Linked DNA regions of Mus musculus: regions 1 and 2 are each linked to region 3. A link is a contact called in public HiChIP or PLAC-seq data. All regions are on one chromosome and are shown on one strand. Each heading gives the region's core, a stretch centred on a gene start, on an enhancer-like site or on the middle of the called end of the contact. The rest is flanking DNA. Distances are from core to core; before and after follow the strand shown.

Region 1 (3,258 bases), core at 477-2,976, 380 kb before region 3:
ATTCCCAATTATTTAAAACTGCAGCAGCATTTTTCTATACCACAAGACAGTGACACTTCTCAGGATGAATAGCAGCGCCATCCTCCACATCAACACAGGCTGTATAGTGTAACCTGTGTTATCCCACCCTCAGGATCCAAGATGTGGTGTCAGCCCCATTTGACAGCTGAGTTAACTGAGGCACAGGGATAAGGTTAAGTGGCCTCTACCTTACCTCTGGGATGCACCAAACCCTGCCTTTGTGCCCTGCACTCTGAGCCTCCCCCATTCTACACATAAACCAACAAGGACCCCAGGAGGAGCCACCAAATTGAGAGGAAGCGATTAAAGACATCTAAATCAGACCTCTCTAAACCTTCAGGCCACTGAAACTGTGCCCTGCCATCTCCAGCTGCCACCACATGAAAATGAAAGGTCTGTTTTCTCTGACAGATAGGAACCATCCAGTGATAAGACCACCACCCACCTCCTCACTGTGAGCAGAGGGCAGGGGCACTTTCAGGCTCCTGGGGCACGAACTGTCCTCATTGTCTGTTCCAGGAGTGGATCCTAGACCTCAAGCTAGAAGGCTCTGGTGGTTTGGGCCAGGTCTCAAAGGCAGCTGTTGGGACTGCCCTAGTTTCCCATTCTTCCTGAATGGAACTGAAATGCCAGCTCCATGAATTTTCACCTTGCCTCGGAGTAAATGCTATTCTACTGCTCACATCCTCACACACCTCCTCCCTGTGGGTTTGGAGTTGGTGGATGACAAGGCCAAGCTGTAGGCCACTGTGCTGTCATGTGTGACACACAGATCTAACTAGCAACTTCACCAATCCCTGCCCAAGCACCTTCGCCCTCTCCCTTCCCTAGCTTCCATCTTGATACCCACCAAGAAAACAGGGAAGGCTGGTTACCACTTTATCACCGAGCGAAGCACGGCAGCCCAGGCCTCCCTTCCAGGCAGGTATGGGAGGCTTTCTGCTCTCCGCGCACCGCCTCCAGCCCCTTCAGGCCAGGAGGGCCTCACCCGGCAGAGCTGCCACGCCTGGCGCCACCCTCCCCAGCACCTAGCTTGGCTACCTGGAACTCCACAGACATCTCCCAGGCCCAGTGTGAGCGGCCTTGACTGTGTTAAGACACTCGGAAAAAGGAAAACAAATCCGACCAAACCCTAGGTCATCCTCATCCCGATTTTCCCTAAACAGCCACTAGAACCCAGGGCCTCGGGGCCTGGGAAGTCCCCGCTGGGACAGAGGAGCCAGCCTCAGAGTAAGCTAGTTAAAACCGGAGAGGCTAGGGTGGAAGGGATTCCTTCCTTCCATCCGATGGTGGAGCAGGCGGAGCAGAAACAAGCTCTTTCTGCGGGAGGGGATCAGAAGGGGCCCGGTGCCGTCCCAAAACTACTTGAAGAAGGGTGCCCAGCGCCCAGCACCCAGACTGGTGCGGGACACGGAACCCAAGCCGGCTCCCCCGCCCACATCAACTCCAATGGGCCCGGCTCCACCCGTCAGGTGTCTGTCCTCCCTCAGGTGGCTTGCCAACGCCGGCGTCCCCACCTGGCCTCAGTCCGTGCTCAGGAGCAGGTGCACAAGAGTTCACACCGCCGCAGCACAGGAGCTCCCCCGACGGCTAGGTGCGGCTGGGAACCGCGGGCTCCTCTGCGGCCGGCACAGGCCCGCACCTGCCCACCTCGGTGCCCAGTGCTCAGAGCCTAGCCCTGGATGCCACAGCCCCTGCACGGTCTGGTCACGCCCTCCAGGTGTGGCCACATCCCCCGGAGTTCAGGATTGGTGCATTGCGAGAAATCTGATCCTCTGCGTTCCTGGGCCGCCGGCCCCGCCCTGCCTCTTCGTCACCCTACGCCCCTGCCACCGAGGGAGCGGTCCCTGTGTGGGCCTCACCCTGCGGGTGTCCGATCGTCCTGGGGACTTTGGGGGGGAGGGTTCTAGGAGTTCACGTCGAAATAGAAGAGCGTCGCCCCTCCCGTAGTGACCCTGCACAAGTGAGGGTTCTGAGACTGGGCCCCAGAACTAGCACGAGGACCTGCGTAGGTGGACTTGGCTTTGAGAAGCTACTCCAGGACTTGTCAATGCACCTTCCAGGACTGCCCGTGGACCCCGTGTTCTACCTTAAGTTCTATCTATTCAAAGGCGACCGCAATTTTCACTTTTTCCATTCTCCATGAAGTGCTAGTTGAAAGCACAGACCCTGGAGCCAGTTGTGGCGTTCAAACCCCCACCCCACCTCGCCCCTGTCTTTATCGGACACTAGAGACCTAAGAAAGTTTTCTCAGCAACCTGAGCTTCCGTTTCTTTTCTGTAGAGTGGGATTTCTAAATCGCCTGCCTGGTAGATTATGTGGGCATTCAATATGTGTCTATAAAGTACATAGCACGTTTGGTTATTATTGAAGTGAGGGTAGAATATCCCACAATACCTTGCAGAGTAAGAGTCTTTTCTGCCACCTGGAGTTCATGTCCTGTGTGCCTGACAAGTGCCACCCACCTGCCCTATCCATTGATCAACTATGAAAGCAGCGTCCAGGCAGTGAGGCAAACCCTTCACCACCAAACGCCGCTGAAACAAGGAGATGGAACATGGGCAAGGCACTTAGGAGGAAGACTGAGGGTGTAGCTCCTTTTTAGAGTGTTTCCCTAGTATATCAAGGCCCTGGGTGAGAACCTCCCCACTGTCCTAAGAATAACAGCAATGAAAGGCGTCCACCACTCAGGAGACTGAGGTGGGAAGACCAAGCCTTCCTAACCTAATACTGTATAGAGTGAAGTTAGTATTAGTTGTCATCTAGACAGCCAGAGGACAGCCCTCTGGACAATGGGGGTGGGGGTGGGATGGGGTTGTATTGATTAAGGTTAGCCTCTGAGAATGTCTTCGAGGGATTGTCTTGATTAAACTAATTGATGTGGGAAGGCCCATCTTAATTGTAAGCAGAATCATTCACTGAGCAAAAAGTGGAGAAGCTAAGCCAAGCTTTAGCGTGTGTGAATCTCTGTTCCCAGCTAAGGAAACTTGAAGCTCCTGAATATTGAAGCCCCAGGATTGACAGGCTGTGCACTCTTGAATGCAGTCAGGAAAAACTTTTCTCCCTTAAGTTTCTTTTTCTGGTTATTTTTATCACAATGGGAAGGAAAAAGAAGACAGTGAGTTTGAGGCCAGCCTGGGATCCATAGTGAGACCCTGTCTCAAAACAGTAAAATAAGATGATGAGGGAGAAATTGCAGATTGGTGTTGTGATCGACTGAGGGAGGGGCCCCCCAGG
Region 2 (3,321 bases), core at 78-2,577, 430 kb before region 3:
ATAAAAGTACCTGGAGCTTTATTCTAGAATAAATTACTTGGGCTGGTAATGCACTCATGTATTCATGCACCCATGCACTCATGCACTCATGTACCCATGTACTCATGAACCCATGCTATGTGACTTTGAACTTGCATTAACATTAGTCCCAGTAGCATGAGTATAGCACCCAAAGAGTACCCAGCCATAGATAAGAATTTGATCTCTGTATACATTTCTATATAGTTTTTAATAAAGTCCAAAAGGATCTATGGCAATTCTGATACAATCTCCTGTCTCCCTGTGTTCTCGGGTATTTCTCACCCTAGGAGCCTCCTTGGTCTGGGTTCTAGTATAAGAATCTGGCCTGCGTGCTTCCTTCCTGCCTACTTCTTGACTTTTTCTCTTAAGAGAATGAGGAAATAGCAGTCATGAAGAGGACTGTGATAAGTTCTCCATGTTAACAAAACTTATCCTAGCTACTTGAATATATCATTATCTGCCTCACACCTGCTTCATACCTGTCTCACACCTGCCTCACACCTGTCTCACACCTGCCTCACACATTTCGAACTGTATAGTCTCCATACTGAGTGGCTTGTTCAGAAGGTTGCAGAGCAGTCCTTGAACTTGTACAAACTCAGTTTCCTGTTTATCTATCCTGAGTTGCTCTGGGATTTCCCATTTGTAAGTTTCTTTTTAATGTATCAGTTCTCTTTAATTTTTCCCAAAATTTCTTAGTTCAATTCACTGGGATTTTTCAGATTCTTTTGGCTACCTGCCTTCTGCCCTCTAGCCCTCCATATTTCACCCCTCCACACTGCCTCATAAAGACATGAATCCAGGATGCCCTCAAGGATCTGGAACTCCACAAAACACACAGATCCTTCAGACCACAGGAGACTCTACCCAATGCCAGTATTGGGAAAAAGAGACTCCAAACAGCTAGATGGTATGAGAAACATCCCTCCTGGGTCTTACCACAGAAGTGGCAAGGTATAGATATGGCCCAGAATTCATCCCTGTGTAGTCCTAGAAAAACATTTTTTTTTAAACAGGGTTTCATGTAGCTCAGGCTAGCCTTGAACTCAATATGGATGATCTTGACCTCCTGGTCCTCCTGCCTCTACTTCCTGAATGCCGGGGTTTCAGGTCTGGCTTTTAATGCTGGGGGTGGAGTCTAGGGCTTTGTGCTTGCTAGGCAAGTAAGCACTCTACCTACCGAGCTACAGCACCAACCAGAGGAAGTGAATACTGGGCTGAAACTGCCAGAGAGCAGACCAATCAGGTAGTTGGAGAGTGGGTGCCTGGGTGGACTTCCTCACCAGCCCTGGAGGCCCCAAGAGTGCAGGGGCCCTCTCAAATTGCTAAGGGCAAGGAGAGGAACTGAGGTTTGTGAACACTGTGGCTTGTGTTTCCTGTTTCAGCATGCTGCTGTGCGAAAATAACGTCAGTATAAGAAGAAAATGGTGAGGGGGTTTAGAAACTTCTTCAGAAACTCGGCTTGACAGCTTCCCCAGCCTTCTGAGACCAGAGAGACCTAGAAAGAAAGGGCTGAAGGCTCTCCTGAGACACTTGAGACAGAACCTGGGACTTGAGGTAACTGTGGAGGAAGATGCTTTGGGATCTTGGTTTGGATCTGCTGACTTAGGGTGGGGCAGAATACGCTCTGCCATGCCAGCCTCCTGCGTAGCAGCAGGTGGTAGAATGTACTCGATGGGGCTTGTATGACAAAAAAACATCCTGTGCTAGAGACCTCAGGCAACCACAGGGTATGGCTCCCAGCTCTGCTCCGTCTGATGGCTTCGGTTAGGTGTGAGTTGCATGGCTTGGTGTTGGTGTGCTCTGCATCCATAACACAAATTAAATGACTTTTCCCAATCCCTTCAATGTAGGGATCCCTGTAACAGGCTCTTCAGCTCCCGCTGAGAACTCTGAACTAAGAAGGCCAGATTCGTGTAGGAAGCCACCCATCATCTCCTCTGCATACACAGCCAGGAGGTAGGTGCAAAACTGTGGCAAGTCAACATGTCTGTAGTTGAGGGGCAGTGTGCTGCTGTCTTCCTGTGCAGGAAGGAGAGCCTTCCCTAGCCAGTACTAGCCCTTCCTCCGAGCTCTAACTAGGCCCTTTCATGTTGGCCAGGGGTACCTCAGAAACTACAGAAATCCTGGGCAGTGGCCTTGTGACCTTTTTCTGAACTACAGGACCAGTTCCTTTTTTTCTATAGCCTGTCCCTGTCCATCAGACTTTCCATAGCCTACTTGCGTTAAAGCAAGCCAGGATGATCCCACCATCCTAGAAGGCTGTGTGGTTCCATACAGGTGTCACGCCACACCCCAGGAGGTGTAGAAGGCTATGGGTTTGGAGACACTCCTCTCTCTAGGGAGCCATTCCTATTGCAACTTCCTAAGCATTAAGACCTAATGATGCAGAGAGTAAAATAGCCATATTTCAGTGGCCCTACAGACAATAGATGGAGAACAGGAAGAGACATCCTCACAGACCTGTTCTCAACCCCTCAGACCTTTCTTCTTCCCGTCTGGAAGGTAGGGAACCTGGGAGCTCCCTCTGGTAAGTCCCACAGTGGGGAGCCTAAGCCCTCACACTTATAATGGCATCTCCTTTCTTCACCTACCTGTTCTTTGACTTCCTGTCTGACCTAATTGAGTTGATGATTACATCCAGACCACACAGAAGTGTTTTGTCCTTGTAACCCAAACTCAGAGACTACAGGAACCACAGTAAAATTATTCCAAGATGGAGCTACAAGCCCTGTTCAGAACTGAGAGTGGGAGTAGGGGAGTCAGAGGGCAAAATTGATCATTCTCTGTCCTACAGTCTGGCGTTCCCTGGGGCATTTGATTCACAGCACCAAGTTTTCAGTATTCAGCGCCAGCCATGATAACTACAATATTTTTATATCTATTATTTTTAAAAGGCTGTCGCTTATCATATGCCATGTGGTAGGTATATGGTGTGGGTGTTGGGTGTTGTCTTTTAAGGTTCATGCCCCTTCAAGGGAAGTTTTAGCCCCATCTTATAAATAAGAACACTGAGGCTTAGCAACCCCCCCCCCCCCACACACACACACATACCTGTTTGGTGGGTATTGACAACCTAGAAGTGAGTCACAGTCTGGCCCCAAAGCAAGGGTTCCCCTCCTTCAGTGAAGACAGAATAATCGGGTGCTGTGGCTTGAAGATGCACATGTATGTAATTCCAAGTCTCCTCTATATATTCATTTATGACAAAACACAAGTAGGCTTTTTGGCTCATTTTCTACATAATTCAATAAACAGGGTGACATGTGGCAGATCTAGGGAGCCCCACAGAGGGAGAGT
Region 3 (3,185 bases), core at 632-3,131:
GAGTCACTGATCATGTCGCATTAAGGAACAAACCACTTCTCTTGGATTTCATTTAACCGAGAGCAAGTCTAGATTTGAATTCTTCACCTCATGTTCCTGTGTCTTCACTGTACTTGAGTCTGAATCCGTGCTCTGCCTGAAGGCTGTCATATGAGTGTGGCCCTGTGTGTTTGTCCCTCACGATGGGCTTTGCTCTGTATTTACTGAGCAGCAGAGAAGGGTATCCCACGAGGAAGTAAGGGGAAACGGCGTAGAAACCTTTAACAGATTTTACAAGAGATAAGTCACCAACACCAAGTGGCCCTGATAACAAACAGCCAACAAGCAACATCAGAATGTTGTCCTCAAGACTTACAGTGAATGCTCACTTAAGAAGACTGCTTTAAATCTCTTTTGTATGTTTTCAGCAGATGATTATTAGAGCACACATACATGACACTGGGTCATGGCATGGAGAAGCACATATTGAAGCTTACAGCTATGCATTTGTTTAGATTGTGAAAGTTGGTTATATGGGAAACCCAAGACAAGTAAAGCCCATTGTTACATTGTTCTCTGAAAGGCAAGTTAAACAAACAGGCCGACTAGAAAGTAGTCTTGAGTGACCTCAATGTATATTATTAACTTCACCCGAGAAGCCCAGCAAAGCTTCCAGTCTCTTAGAATATAAGATAATTTTGTCAAAATACACTCCCACACTCAAGTCTCTTGTCTACGTGCAACTGGATTCTGATGTTTCCATCAACTGTTTTAAATCCACGTGTACTAAGAAGTACCACTTGGAATATTCCCCGCCGGCACGTTCTTCAGCTCATTGCTTAGTCTTGCTTTGGGCTTTGGTATTGTGGGTGTTCTGCATGTGAGGCAAGGCTCCACCACTGAGCTGTGTCTCCTCTGCCAATGCTTACTTTTACATTTTGAGACAGTTTGTCAAAATCACTCTGTAGCCCTGGTTTTGAACTTCGGATCCTCCTGTCTTGGCTGTATAGCTGGGTCACAAGCCTGGAGTATTTTCTCTTACACAGATGTTTCTGATTTACATTAGCCAAACCTGACTTTATTTTATGTCTTCAAATGAGCACTGTGCACATGTAGAAAAGAGTTAGACTTAAATGGCATTGAACCCACAGTAACAGGCCATTTAGAACCTGACACAGAAGAGGACCACCTCTTCTGACTGTCCCAGAGCAGAGCTAACACTTTGGCACCTTCTGGGCCAAACCCTGGGCTTTATTACAGTGACCAGACTTGTCAGGTACCAAGGCACACTGTTATTACAAATATACAAGACATATATGTTGTATGCATGTTGGGTGCTCTCCTGAAGAGGCCAGAGCAAGGCTTCCACATCTTCCTCTTGCCTCACCTCATTTTTGTGGTGCAGGGTCTGCATTAGCCTCTAATTGGAGGCTTCCTGTTTAGACTAAGGCAGCTGGTCAGGATCTAGGGGTTCGATAGAGTCTCTACCTTCAATGACGGGGCTACAGGCACACCAGCCATGCCTGGCTCTTTACTTCAGTGTGGGGATTAAACTCAGATCCTAACACTTGCATAGCAAACCCTTACTCACTGAGCCACATCTCTCCAACCCCCAGGAACTGTTAGAAAGTATATTACGTCTTCCAAACAACAAAGGCCATATGATACCAAGAAAGTATTAACTTGGCACCCTGTGTTTTTATTTTGGGCAACCTGGCACTCCTGGTCCGGCTGTTTTAGTTGGTGCTGGGGAAGGTGGAAGTGAAGATGATTTTAAAGTCGGTTTTGCAGAGATTTCTCCAGCTCTATTTAGTCTGCCCTTCACTGGTCTAAGTCATCTTCCTGTAGCAGGGCAGGCCGTACACACCCCCGCCCCAGACTCATTCCTTTGGGGACCGGAAGAATCCTGGAGCCTGAGGTTCTGGTGGGACCCTGTGTAATGATTCGGCTCCAGTAAATGTACAGAGCCCTGGCCAATCCTGCGTTCGGGAACCCGGGCACAACATCTCAGGCCAGGCGCTCACCCCCGCGGCCTCTGACCCGCGCTGTGCTCGCGAGTCCCTCCCGGGCCGCGGCTCAGCGCGGCGGGGTGCAGGGACGCCTTCTCTCCCGCTCGCCCAGCTCTGCACACTGCGATCCAGGTGATTTCGCCCGCGCGAGACAGACAGGGGAAAAGCCGTGCATCGGGGGCGCGCGTGGAGAGCAGGAGGGGGCGTGGGTGGTGAGGCCCCGCAGGGTCAGAGGGCGCGCGGGGGCTGGCGGCGGGCGCGCGTGGAGCTGGCGGCCGTGCAGGGGCCTGTGGTTGCAAAGGCTGCCACGACTTAACCTGCGCGGAGACAGGGGGCTGGCTGGGGTGCCGCAGCAGGTCGTGGGAGGCTCGCCGCTGACGTGGGGGAGAAACGCAATAGCGTTTCCGCTTCCCGTGTCCGTGTCCGCGTGCTGGAGGGCGGCGACACAAAGGCACGGAGTCCCGGGAACCGAGAACCCTGCTGCTCCCTGCAGGAAGGGCGCCTACAGGCCCTCCCCACGCCCCCACCCGGCCCAGCTCAGAGATTTCTGTTTTCTTCGTGGTGTGTGTGTGTGTGTGTGTGTGTTGAAATTGGGCCAACAAACCCGTGCAGCAAATGTTTAACCACCGAGCCCCAGTTCTCAGTTTAAAGATCTCTTTCGCTTTCCAGAAACTCTCTGGACTTAGTTTCCCTCATCTGTTCAGTGGCAAGACTGGGAGACACCAGTTTTTATGCAGGCTCTCCTCCCCCAGATTCAACAGCTATTGGCCGCTTTTAGATCAGGGCCTTCTACGTGTGGGGACTGACAGCGTTATGCAGTGTGTCTGCTCCGTTCAGTGTGGTGTTCTATTATGTAGAGCTGAGCATCTGCTCCAGTGCCACAGGACGCGGCTCAGGGAAAGCTTTGAAGGGCTGTGCGCTTTCACTCAGGGTCTAGAAGTCCATTCTTTCTGGCTTCTATTCTTCATGTTCCGACTTCCCTGTGATTTCTCTCCCCGTAGGATGGTTTATGTGCTGGCTAAGGACAGTTCTGATGGATGTGTTGTTTTGACAGCACCCCAGAAAGACAAGCTGTGTTCTCCAAGACCCTTCAAGGCCACCAGCACCAATGAATTGTCTATGCTAGGGGCTGGGGTTTGGAGCCTTCTTTGGGGACAAAGGCTTTACCTGGTTTTTACTTGGCTTTCTCTTGGAGAG

The links. HiChIP or PLAC-seq counts read pairs in DNA pulled down with a chosen protein or histone mark.
Region 1: an H3K27ac HiChIP or PLAC-seq map of embryonic stem cells shows a contact between it and region 3, with 14 times the contacts expected there. The contact joins the promoter of Irf6 here to the promoter of Hhat in region 3. A contact is called at or near these places in 11 of 39 promoter capture datasets (the C10 cell line, the HPC-7 cell line, cranial neural crest and 6 more) and 6 of 115 datasets of contacts at active chromatin or transcription factors (the HPC-7 cell line, bone marrow-derived macrophages, embryonic basal ganglia and 3 more).
Region 2: a contact with region 3 is called in an H3K4me3 HiChIP or PLAC-seq map of microglia, with 4 times the contacts expected there. The contact joins the promoter of Traf3ip3 here to the promoter of Hhat in region 3. A contact is called at or near these places in 2 of 39 promoter capture datasets (the C10 cell line and pre-B cells), 2 of 484 Hi-C or Micro-C datasets (the N1E-115 cell line and double positive thymocytes) and 2 of 115 datasets of contacts at active chromatin or transcription factors (large pre-B cells and microglia).

Annotation. Positions count from the first base shown.
Region 1 is chr1:193,151,580-193,154,837 of GRCm38.p6, reverse strand. Irf6 (interferon regulatory factor 6) reads right to left here and starts at 1,726. Exons shown (of 8, transcript NM_016851.2): 1 at 1,539-1,726.
Region 2 is chr1:193,199,552-193,202,872 of GRCm38.p6, reverse strand. Traf3ip3 (TRAF3 interacting protein 3) reads left to right here and starts at 1,327. Exons shown (of 16, transcript NM_153137.4): 1 at 1,327-1,578; 2 at 1,875-1,980.
Region 3 is chr1:192,769,915-192,773,099 of GRCm38.p6, reverse strand. Hhat (hedgehog acyltransferase) reads left to right here and starts at 1,881. Exons shown (of 12, transcript NM_144881.4): 1 at 1,881-2,120.